Regions from separate parts of the Mus musculus genome. Here region 1 is linked to region 2. Evidence: chromatin contacts called from public Hi-C data. All regions are on one chromosome and are shown on one strand. The core of a region is the stretch at or near the end of the contact, and the rest is flanking DNA. Distances in the headings are between cores, read along the strand shown. Region 1 holds the start of Robo2 (roundabout guidance receptor 2). Region 2 overlaps Robo2 (roundabout guidance receptor 2).

Evidence for each region. Hi-C and Micro-C count contacts between places; a contact is called where the count stands out from the background.
Region 1: a Hi-C map of cerebellum shows a contact between it and region 2, with 2.0 times the contacts expected there. The contact joins the promoter of Robo2 here to the enhancer-like site in region 2. A contact is called at or near these places in 5 of 484 Hi-C or Micro-C datasets (cerebellar granule neurons, cerebellum, cerebral cortex and 1 more) and 1 of 9 other capture datasets (adipose tissue).

The regions. Positions count from the first base shown.
Region 1 is chr16:74,408,499-74,414,413 of GRCm38.p6, reverse strand. Robo2 (roundabout guidance receptor 2) reads left to right here and starts at 2,589. Exons shown (of 28, transcript NM_175549.5): 1 at 2,589-3,562. The coding sequence starts at 3,502.
Region 2 is chr16:74,314,825-74,321,060 of GRCm38.p6, reverse strand. All of the region lies in intron 2 of Robo2 (roundabout guidance receptor 2), which reads left to right. Among named protein-coding and RNA genes, the nearest start is that of Mir691, 24 kb to the left of the region's middle. Within about 2 kb of position 4,715, at least 4 of the 459 cell types and tissues checked have an H3K27ac peak or open chromatin away from gene starts, as enhancers often do. A contact at or near this core is called in cerebellum, where this site is marked.

The sequences.
Region 1 (5,915 bases), core at 1,340-3,839, 95 kb before region 2:
GGCAAAAACTGACTTATTAAATAAAATCATTAACTAAAACTCCTCCGTGGAAGTGATCTTCATACTCTACATGTGAATACATTTCTGTGAAGTAAAATGCAGCAATTTCTACCCTAGGAGACAGGAGGAATTGTTGGGTGGGCCCTCTCCCATCCATTCTCTCTGATTCTCCAAACACACTAGTTCTGACTCCTGAATGATTTTATAGGTTTTTTTTTTTTTTTTTTTTTTTTTTTAGAAATGCTCTTGTAATTGGAAAGTAGTTAAATTAGAAGCCAGAAGAAAACTCCTGAGTGGAATATGCCGGTTCTCTTTTCCCAGATCTTCCTTAACATTGAAAGTCTCATTAGCTTATTTGATTTTTAATTCTTGCAGAATATCATTATGGAACTTGTGTTTGTTAGAAAGGAAACAGTTTTGAACTCAGGAGCAATATAATTTGCTTGAGATTAGAGGAAGTGTTTCTTGGATAGAAGAACAAGACAGATTTTTTTTCCAATACTTGACTTAAAACCTAATACAATGTCCAAGCCAAAGGTTTACATAATCATCAACTATTTTCTAGCATCCTGGCGAGGTAACAGACATTAATCCAGGACACTCTTGGATTTTTCTTTCTCATGGTGTTATCAAACACAGAACTCCTGTCTTCAGGTGGTGCCATTCAACACATAAACTTTCTTTTCTTTCTTTCTTTCTTTCTTTCTTTCTTTCTTTCTTTCTTTCTTTCTTTCTTTCTTTGCATATGATGCTATGCTAATTTTGGAGTCAATACTTGAAGAATTTAGCAGTTTTGAAGTACAATCTTTAGCCAAAAAGGAAAAAAAAAAGGTACTTTCTGTTTTATTTATGAGGATAGAGCGTACTTCAAAACTGCTAGAAATGACTTTTGATGCTTCATGAGAAGTGTGGCTTACTTAAGTTCAGTCCTTTGAGCAACGAGAGTTTTATTGCCATCATGAACAAGCCTCTGGAATGCCAAGAGAACTCTCCTAAGTGCTTGCTTAAATGTCGTTGGCTTTTTTTTTTTTTTTTTTTTTTTTGAGGGAAAAACACTCCATTTCTAATTATAAGCAAAGGAGATCTTAGTTCAATGGAGGCACCAAAACACATCCGACCAAACAAAAGGCTCCTCAAATGTCCTCAAATATCGTTTCTTTCCTAATATTTTCCAGTAGGGGGAACTAAAGACTCGCCAAGCAGAGGCTTGCTTGGCTCAGGGACCTGCGTGAGTTCCTGTCAGGCGCTTTTATAATCACCTGAACAAGCATCAAACAGCTACCAAGCAAAGCTTTTGATCACACGTGGGTCCGGCCACAACGGCCATGTCAGGGCACCTTAGACAGTGGCAGGAATCGGATTGAAAGTGGCCTTCTCTAACTGTGCCCAGCCCTAATAGCATCTATTCGGTAGTTTTTGCTTGGACTGTATTCCCTTTTATCGTGCTTGGGCAGAAATTCCGCTCCAGCTCATGTTAGCCTAGTTGGGTTATCAGCGTTCCTAAATCAGAGGCTGCTTTTCCTAATTCTCTTTTAGAGGTCCTAAAAAGAGCGAAGGCTCTAGAAAACCACTTCCTCAAGTCTTTTGATCCTCGACCTCCTCCATTCCCAGAGTCTTCTGCAGGACTCATTTATCACAAGGTCCCGAATTATAGTCCGTGAGTGTTGAGAGGTCAGGAGGCAACTGAGCAACATTAGCCCGATGCCAGTCCTCCCCCTATTTTCTCTTGGGGATTCCGTAGTTAGCCATAGATCTTGGCTAAAACAAGCTGGCCGAGATTAGAGATACCCCTCCCCTACATCCACATAGTTGGTTTTGTGTGTGGTGCGGTGGGGGGTGGGCAAGTTCACTTACAACCACAGAGGGTGTATGTACACAAAACCTTTCTACTCCAATAGATACTTCTTTCACTCCCCTGCTCTCCCTGTTGGCCAGCTTCTTTCTGGTAAAAGGTGAACTCTGTGTGTGTGTGTGTGTGTGTGTGTATGTGTGTGTGTGTGTGTGTGTGTGTGTGTGTGTGTGTGTGTGTGTGGTGATTTTAACAGGTAATGAGGCTGTGCCCGGGGTCCTGGAAGATCATTTTTTTTTTCTAGAAAAGCTCTTGTGCAGCTCCAGCAGACGGAGCGATGAATAATTAGGAAGGGCTTCCATGAAATCACTCACCGAGAAAATTACCTGCCCATTAAACGGGCCGCGTGAAGAGCAGGAGGCTGGAAGCCCACCTCACCCCTCCAGAGGAGGGAGGGAGGGGGACGCCCAGGAGGCTCCCAGAATGGGAAAGAGTTGATGGCAGTCCTAGCGAGCCCGCAGCGGTTCCACATTGGTTTATTTCTGTCCCCCCAAGACTTATTCGCTTGCCTGGTTACCCTTGCTCCGCGGACCCCGGGGAGGGCTGTCTCCCCCTGCACGGGACAGTGATCGGGTGGAGGTGGAGATCCGCGTACACCCCTCCATCCTTCAACCCCTCCCGGGGATATACTGGGAGCAGCTCTTTCCTCCCCTCCTCTCCTGCTTCCTCGCCTTCCCTCCTCCAAGTCCTTCCAGCCCCCAGCAGCTGCTGGAGGAGGCGGTCGCAGCGCAGCCTCCGCCTCTGAAGCGGTGACTGTCCCGAAAGAGGCTGGAGGCAGCACTACTCCCGGAGGCTGGACCACGCGTGAGCATCCTCAGGGCTCCCAGGTCCGGAGCTCCTAGATCTGGCGGTGCTCGCCAGCAGCAGCTGGACGCTAGATCTCTCCGGGGCGGCCCCTCCCGGGTGGCCGCGGCCTCAGCTCAGCCCCTCCCTCTTCCCTTGCTTCTTCTCCTCGCCCTCCTCCTCGCTCCCTCACCACGTAGGAGTTCCCATTCTCCACCCAAGCCGTCCTGCCTTCCCCTTTTCCTTCCTTTTGGAAACCAGAGACTCCGAGGGAGGCGACCAGGCTGCGGAGGAGAGGGCCGGCTCACAAAGTGCTGCTTTGACACATCCTTAGGATGGAAGTTAAGTGAAAACAGAACCACACAAAACAAAACTCCGCGAAGTGGTGCTGCTACGGAGGAAACCAAGGGGAGAAAAACCCGGTGGGCAGGTCAATGGTTGCTTCGCAGCGCTTTGGCAAGTTTGTGGAACACTTTCTAGGAATTAGGTCTTTTTTGTACCCCCATCATCTTCTTGACTTCCGAAGAAAGAAGTTGTGTTTGGATTGCAATGGAGTCTAAGGAGACAGGGCTAGACGCACGTGAATAGTCCCGCCAGCTGGGCTGAATTTGTGGGAATTTAGAAAGACAGCCTGTGGAAGTGCAACGTCTCTGAAGTCCCCTGGGTTCATTCGGATGGCACCTAACGCGTCCCGTGACAGACCTCTTCACCAACAGCTTCCGATGTTGCCATTTTGCTCTTCTTGACCTTAATTAATCTCTAGGAAAGTCTAAACTTCGGACCTACCTCTTTTTTTGATACTTATTTTTGTACTTCTGCTCTCTGGGATTGGTTTCTTAAACAACCTGGATCCTTTTTCATATGTCAAAATGAATCCTCTGATGTTTACACTATTATTGCTCTTTGGATTTCTCTGCATTCAGATTGATGGTGAGTTAAAGCACCCCTTTTTCTCTGAGATTGTTGTGCCTTCTAAAGAAAATGACAGTGTAGTTGGGAGTATGTTTGGCGAGGCACAAGCTCTTCAGGGCTAGAGGTTCTATGCCTTTTGTTTCTAACCTGATGCTAGTGGAACACCTTATTGTTACTGTTATTGTGATTCATTAATTGAGGCGTTTAGCAGTAAGTGATGGGCTCCCAGCTTAGAAGAGTAACTATTAAAAAACAATGCTAAGAGAGAACCCCGAATGGTTGTGACTACTCTCTCTCTTTGGTATTTGTTCTGGTATCTAAACTTTGGCTTAGGCATTCAACTGCAGAACTATAGTAGGCGATACTTGGAGGGGCATTTAGTGAGGATTTGATAAGGGTATCTCTAGGTTCAAAGTGTATCACCTGTGTGTGAATGAATGCTATCCCAGCGCGAAATCAGAATGAAGGATTTAGATCACAGAGAGAAAACTGTCACAAGTGAGACTGGGCGAGGCTCCAGGAAGGAGGCAGTACCCACTCTGGGCTGGCTACAGGCTGGGAGCCCTCAGCTGAGTCCCCAGTGGGCAAACACAATGGAGACTCAGAACAGGTGCTGTAGGTGTCTCCCGCTAGGCTGTGCCACTCTGTCAAGCAGACAGTTTTCAACCTCTGCCTTTCCTGTCTTTTGTTCAGAGTTAGTTTCCTGGGATAGCTTCACTGAATCGTCACCCAAGCTTTTCTGTAGCTGTTTGAATGAGAAGTATTAATAATTATAAATATACGGTGGGTTTCTTCTTTGAAACTAAAACATATTTGGTGCTAGCTTTCTAGGGATATATATATCTCAAGTGTTTATGAAGAGTGGACTGAGCCACCATGTCCTAGTCATGGCAATAACTTTCATTTCTAATGCTTATAAAGAATCGGAAGCATATTAATCCAAATATTTAAGACATCAAGATAACATGTTGCTACATAAACTTTCCTTTGAATTCATTACTTGGGACATTGCCTATTATTGCCCATCTGTAGGAGCCAACTGTGGGTCTGGCAGCTGCTATGCAGAGCCTGAGTATCAGACTCAAAGGGAAGGCTATCTATAAACACAAGGCAATACAGAAGTGCACCTACTGCCAAGTGGCTGTTTTCAGCTGTGGAGTACATGAGTTCATTTGCTTTTCTCCAAGTAATAGCGACCCAGAAGCGGTGAATGTGTGCGCAGTTTTTCTCTCTCCCTGCAAAATAGTAGAAGCTTAGGATTTGGTGACTTCAATTGACACTGTGGTGATTTCTATCATTATATCAATACCCATTTTATTTCTAACAGGTTTGCTTTAACACTACCTGAATATCATCCTAACACAAAGGTTTATGCATTCCAAATATGTTTGATTGTTGTACTAAGACTTTTCCATAGCAATGCATTTAAAAATTACATATTGGAGGTAGAATTATCACCATTTTTAACAACAGAGTCTTGGGGAAGAATACAATTAAACTGATTTCATGGATGTGACAGAGGGAATCTGAAAAGATTATTATAGAATGTAATTAATGCACTAAGATGTTTGGATATGTATAAAACAAATGCAATTAACCAGTGTGGTGGACCAGCAGCACTTACACTACTTCTACATTCCTTTTCTCCCACACTCCCTCTCTCCCTCTACCCCCTCCTATCTGTTTTATCCTTCTCTCTCTTGCATGCCCTCCGCTTCCTCTTCCTCCTCTTCACCCCTTCTTCTTTATTCCCCTCCTTCCTTTTCTCCTCTCTAAAGACATGTCTGGAAGCTTTGTTCTGATTTTCCATTATAAATTAAAGAGGCAGTTTTGGGGTCTGAATCATCTGCATGCGAGTGCATAGTAATAAAATGAAAAAAAAATGCCTATAGGTAAAAGAGTTAAGACCAAAGAGACAACGTGAAATTTCATATGTATAAAACTAGTTTGTGTTTAGAATCTGCTGGGTCAGAATCAAAGCCATTATAGACATTCTTACTGAATTTACACATAGCCATCCATTTGACATTGGGTTGTCTTTAGGTACTTCAGAAGGGTGACAGCTCTTCCATGGGGATTGTTGAAAATTTGGGATGTGGACAATACTGCCATCTAGGCTGTTGCAAGGCTTGGGACCCTGCATTCACATATCCAATGAAGAGGCTGGTGTATAGAATCCCTCATCTCTGTGCTCATCCTGGATTCTGTGATATTTATTTACTTATTGTCCTTCTCAGAGCTGTGGGCTTATTTTCCACATGAATTTCAAATTTAGAGAAGCTTGTACCATTCCAAAGATATACTGACTATCCTTGTGCTCAACATAGAAATTAATTTTATTCAGTGACAAATGATACATAGATTTGCATTA
Region 2 (6,236 bases), core at 3,466-5,965:
ACACACCCATGACAACAGGTTCATAATGAGTTTATGTGTTGTTACTTGTTTACGACCAGCCATTACCCTTAGACATATCAGTTTTTAGACAGCCTGATGTGCTGGTGGTAATAACTTAGAAGAGGATTTCTCTACTTGACTTCTGTTCTTGTCAATCATCCCCTCCACCATCTACCACATTGGCTGACCTCCAGTTCTCTCTCTTCCTTGATTCCTAAGAAGAGCAGAGCCAATGACTGGTGAACACACAGGTGTCTTGTCACTTTTAAACCCCCCCCCTCCATCTCTCAATTATTCATTATGTTAATGGTACTTTGTGAGGTGCAGTTTGTGGATTTATGACCCATTCTCGGTAAGTGTGAATCTGGACTGCATGTACATCTTTGATAAGGTTCTAATTGGATAGCGGTGACCTTTCTGGATGTAATTCAGGGAGGAAGATTAAAAAGCAGTCCTGCAAATGACAGGTTTGGGACAATAACGTATGAATTTGGCTCTCCTGGCAGGCAAGAGATGTAAGCCATGATAAATTAGAGGCAGACCATCTAGGTTTCCTGAATGATTTTTCATCTCTGCTGCATCCTTAGGTTAAAAAATCTATTGTACAAATTGTGCCAATGCCACATTCCCCCTGGCCAGGATGAAACTTCCTGCTTACTGATTGCTGCCACTGGCAAATTATTCATTGACTAGTTTCACAATGACTGAGGATTACATATCAATTCCAAGGGCAGGCTCTAGCTAGCATGCTTATACAGTCTAATAAGTTGAGCAGCCAAGAAGAATCTAGAAAAAAAAAGTGTCTTAATTTAGAATATGCCCTTTCTGTTTCTCTTTCATATTTTAAATATGTATAAAATTAATATTAGACATAACCATGTTATGAAATGTATACAGAGTCTGACCAGATATTTGTCTAATCTAGAGACTTTAAAATGAATTTTCAAAATAATCAATTAGAAAGTCATATTACATATTTTTCTATGTGTGGAAGTTCTATAATATGTTTCTTTCTGTAAGGGTTTCTTTGCTATAAAAGGACACCATGACCATGGGAACACTTATAAAGGAAAACATGTAATTGGGCTTGGCTTACAGTTTCAGATGTCCAGTCCATTATCCTCATGGCAGGAAGCATCACACTGAACAAGCTCTGAGGAAGCCAAGAGTTCTACATCTTGTTTTGCAGGCAGCAGAATCAGACTGCCTTCTGGAGCCAGCCAGGAGGGGGGTCCAGATCACACTAGCCAGACTTGAACATAGATATGAGACCTCAAAGTTCTACCTCTACCATGGAAAATTTCTTTACAAGGCGACACTTCTTCTAAAAAGTCCATACCTCCTAATAGCACAACTTCTCATGAGTCACTCATATTCAAAACATCACAATGTTTCTATATCACATACGCAGTGGAAATATACTTGTATAATTAGTATAATTATTTATTTTATAATATAAGAATATATACTTATAAGCAAATAAATACATTGGGTCGGAAGAAAAGATTTTTTCTTTCTACATTCATAGTTCACATTTGCATTTTTCTCAGAAGTACCAATAAGTGATAATATAATCCTAAAATCAACTTCTCAGGTAGCATCCACTTCACTCCCTGACTTTCCCATAGGATTAGTCAAAGTTTCCCTTGCCTTGCTTCTCATACAAGCGTTCAGGGAATGTGTACACACTCCACCATCAGGGAGTGTGTGCATACCCCAGAATTCAGTATATTCCTTTAAAGAGCACACTCTAAATTTTTCCATAAGGAGAAAGAAAGGCAACTAACCATTCTTTCCTCTTGCCCACACTAGTCGTTTGTCAGTACAGAACTATAATCTGAGAACAGCATATCTTAGCATCCTGTTGCTGTGATTTGTTTTTATTGGTGAGAAGTATTTTCTCAGCCTTCACTGAACATGTGCACTGGCTCTGTATGAAAGGTAAATATATAAGTCCTTAAAGCTAACATAAATGAAAATCTCAAGATAAGTTTCCACTAACTGAAATGCAGAAGCCCGAGTCTCTCCTGAACTTCTTGTCTCAACAAAAAGACATCTGAGACCACAAACAAAAGCAAACTTCGGTTGTGTTGCTTCTAAACATTTCATAATTCGCTTCCACAAGTCATTCTTCAATCACAGCTTTATTGTGCTTTAGTTCATATGCCATAAAATTTGTTCATTTAAATGGTCAGACATCATTTTTGGTGTGATATTGTATATCTAGTATAAATTCAACACACTGCCTCTTCTCTTATGATTGTTCAATAGTTATGGAATGGATGACGGCTAGATTTTAACATAAAGAACCAAGGAAACAAGTGTATTTACCCTTGCGTACCCAGTGATGCACATGTCTGATTAATTCTAGTTATTTTGTTAGTCATATTCTAGAATTTGCCTAAAATTCATGATTTCCTAATATTATTATTATGTTTACCATTCTGAGCCTTCCTGTGAAAGTCACATTTTTCCAAGAGTCCCCCAACTGCTGCTCTTTCTAGATGACCTGTTGTTCAATTACACTTGGTATATTTGCCACTAATCTAAGTTTACTTTTTCTATGACACTTTGCTTGTTGGATGATATTGTTCTTCAGATGATGTTCCAATGAAAAGTCCTCCAATGATGGACAATCAGTGCTACCCGTGAGTAGTTTCAGTTTTATTTATAGAGCCTTGTTTTTCACATTCTTCACCATAGCACATTTCCTCTGCATTGAGAAGACCTCCCACTTGTGCTTTCATTGATATTTAATTCTGAAACAGTGACTTTTTGAAATTGTTAATGAATTTGGTCTTCTTTTTTCTTTCCATTAAATGTGATCCAAGATGATAAAGAAGGATTCTTTTCACAATCTATTTTTTCCTACATGCCCACCTAAAGCCCTGCTGAATAAATATTGTTTTAACACTTCAAAACAGTTTGTTTCTCTGTTTGTTTGTTTTTCTCCTGGGAGTCACTGATGGACATCTTGACTCTTTAAAATTTTTTGAGAGTATATTGCATATTTGATATATCTTCTGGATAGATTTCCTCCTTGTCAGCTTACAGTACTTTATATATTATGTAGGTAGATTATAGTCAAATTTGATGTGCATAGATATAGTGCATCTACAGGATTATTTACAAATTCCAACTAAATATCAAGTGACATAATGAAATGAATAAAATGCAGACACTTAGATGTGAGTGGGATGTGCAGATGACAGGGATAGTATAATATATGGAAACAGGGCTCACACATGATGAACAATCATTTTGGATTAAGAAGTACAAAGAGCTTCCTTTTAGGGGGAAATTTGTAAAAAGGTCAAATTTTTACTAATTTCATGATAAATTGGTGAGGAATAAATTGAGATGTTTCTCACACAGATCTCAAATTAAGCTTATTAATAATCTTCTGTCGAGAACATGATGACAAAATGTAGATCAGCTACATCCCTAAGAGTTTTTTCTTTTCATTCTAACTTTGGATTAGATGGATTTGTGTGGACTGTGATAGGCAGTGTCAGTAGCTTTGTTATAATTATCATTTTCTATTTGAATTTAAATAGTAGTATTTAAGTTTAAACTGTAAATCAATGCTTTGTTTGTTCTGAGTCAAAACCCTAATTAGGAAGGACAGTTTTTTTTTTAAATAATCAAATCTTTCAAATGTTATATTACCATAAAACTATAAATATTAGCAGAACTTATACAAGAAGAATATTTTGTTTTAATTCAACATCTTAAAAGAGCACTCCTTTTTCCTCTAAGAATGTAATATTTTATTCTTTTCTAGACAAAACTTAAATGAGAGAATTAGGGAAGGAGATTAAAATAAATGTAATATAAACACGTCAGCTTAGGTAATGACAAACATGTTGATTCTTTTCTCACATTAAACAACATGGAGCCATTCTAATTGGTTTTCTCTGATTGCTTAAAGTAATTCCAAAACTCCCATGTCTGACTTGTATTTGTGTGTGTGTAGTGTATGGGAGCAATCGGTGTTTGTTCAGTGAATATCGGGGAAGCATACAGGGCACGTTTGCACAAGGTTTGCGAAGATGGTGATGAGGAGTCACAATTCAGGCTGGCAATGTGTCTCAGTAGGGAAAAGGGCTTGTCTTGTACCACAAGCAGAAAAACCCAAGTCTGATGCTGAGAACCCTCCATAAAGCCAGATGTGGTGGCTCACATTTGTCACCAGTGCCAGAAGCCAGACACCTGGGCTTTTCCAGCTGGCTCACGTTAGCAAATTTAGTTTGCTAAACTGAACTCAGGTGTGTTGAGAAAGCTTGTGTCAAAAATTAAATAATAAAAATAAAGCAAAGATATATTGAGGGTGACACTGGATTTCAACACTTTACCTCCATATAGGTTCCTGCGTTCCACAGGCATTCACAGTTCCATATACATGTACACACATATGCACATACAACACACATGCAAGCACACAGAGTCCTAAAATAAATATGGAAGTGTCTCTGCTAAGCAGTGCTAAAAATTTCACGTATACTAGTTAAATATACACAGTGAAGAAGAAATTATATCCTCTATATGTTACAACATCCCAGCCTGCTGCCCTCTTAGGAAGCCAGAGACATCAAAGAGCCACGTACTGACCTTCCCTATTGTCTGGGCATGTAGTCTTCTATCAGTAGCATGCCACAATCCGCACAATACACGTGTATCTCCTGCCTGTTCAGGGTTTGGCAGCCAGATCCCTGCACCTGTTTGCTTATACATGAGCTATGCATGTCTGAATTTAAATAGATGCAGGGGGGTGGAACACGGGGTGTTGGGGGTGGGGAAGGGCAGTGCCTCTGTCAGAAGCAGTTCGTTTCTGCATTTAGAAGAGACAAACCAGCCTGCAGGAAAACCTGGAATATAGCATACAAAAACTAACCGCCGTTTTCACTCTAATATCCATCAAAACCGTGTCCTTGATTATGTAGAGAATTATGAATAAGATCATTAATTATTGTTAGAGTCTTTTTTTTTCATATCATCATTCTTTAAAAGTCTTTAAAGGATGGCATAGTAAAATTGAAGAGACAGCATGAATTTCTGCCCCTCCTACAAGTGAAATATAGCCAGTGTTTAGTAAACACACCCTTTAGGTTACTATTTGGAATATATATGGAATATACACCTTCTTAGATTAGATTAGATGAGGTTAGATCAGATTAGAGCTTAAGGAGGAGCATAATTACTGACTCTTTGCTTTACTAAATTATGTTCAAATTTGTCCAAATAAACTCTTACTTACTTTTTGGCATTGAACATGGATGGTTTTCACTTTATATGTGAAAAACATTTAAAACTTCTTCCTGCTTTTGGTGTGTGATATTCCTGTGAATTTGGGTGGTGTATTTAATCTTCCTGAGTTATTTTTACTTCTCAAAGGCCATTGCCCACTTGACTTGCCTTCAGAGGGTCAGAGTTTAGTGACATAATTCTTTTGCGTGTTATTTTTCAAACTACAGAGTATCATATAAAATCAAATATGGCTCATTTTGCCTTTGATGTACAGATTATCTTATTTTTTTTTCAAAAGATAAAAGGCTCAAAAGTTTACTGTTAAATATATTTCATAAAGTCTTAATATTTCAAATAATAGAAGCAATTTTTATTTATAGCACATTGTCGTGTGTTGATATGTTTTCCTATCATGTAGAATAAACTTACCTCTATCGTGTCAAAATGGGGATTTCCCATAATATGATTGTGCAATTTAATACTTTGAGTACAGAGCTTCACAAAACAAATAAAACAAGAAGTTGTAAAAGATCTGTTGCATGTGGACATACCTTGAAGGGGTCTAAGTTGTCACTTTTTCAGGACCCCATGAAGTTTAAGCAAATAAACAGCCTTGAACTTTGCACACAGAGTTCCAGGACCTGGGCAGAAGGGCACACATCTGCAGGTCCTTGCATGACTAATTTCCTGTCAGCAAGTGATTTTATTATCATTTAAATACGAATTTATGATAATATCAGTAAACATGGCAGATGGCCTGATTGGTAAATTTTAAGGCGATGGGTTTAAAAACGTACTGTGTTTCTCTTGTGAATGCTTCCTCTGTCTCTCACCTTGCTTCTGTCTGTGCCTGAGTTAACCCCTTTGTTCTGTTGATTTTATCCTTTCTAAAGATTAAAGGTGCCTGATACCACATGGCAGAGTCTGTTTATCTGCGGATAAAGTGTGCTTTGCTATCATGCTTTGCATTACAGATAGAGGAAAACCCA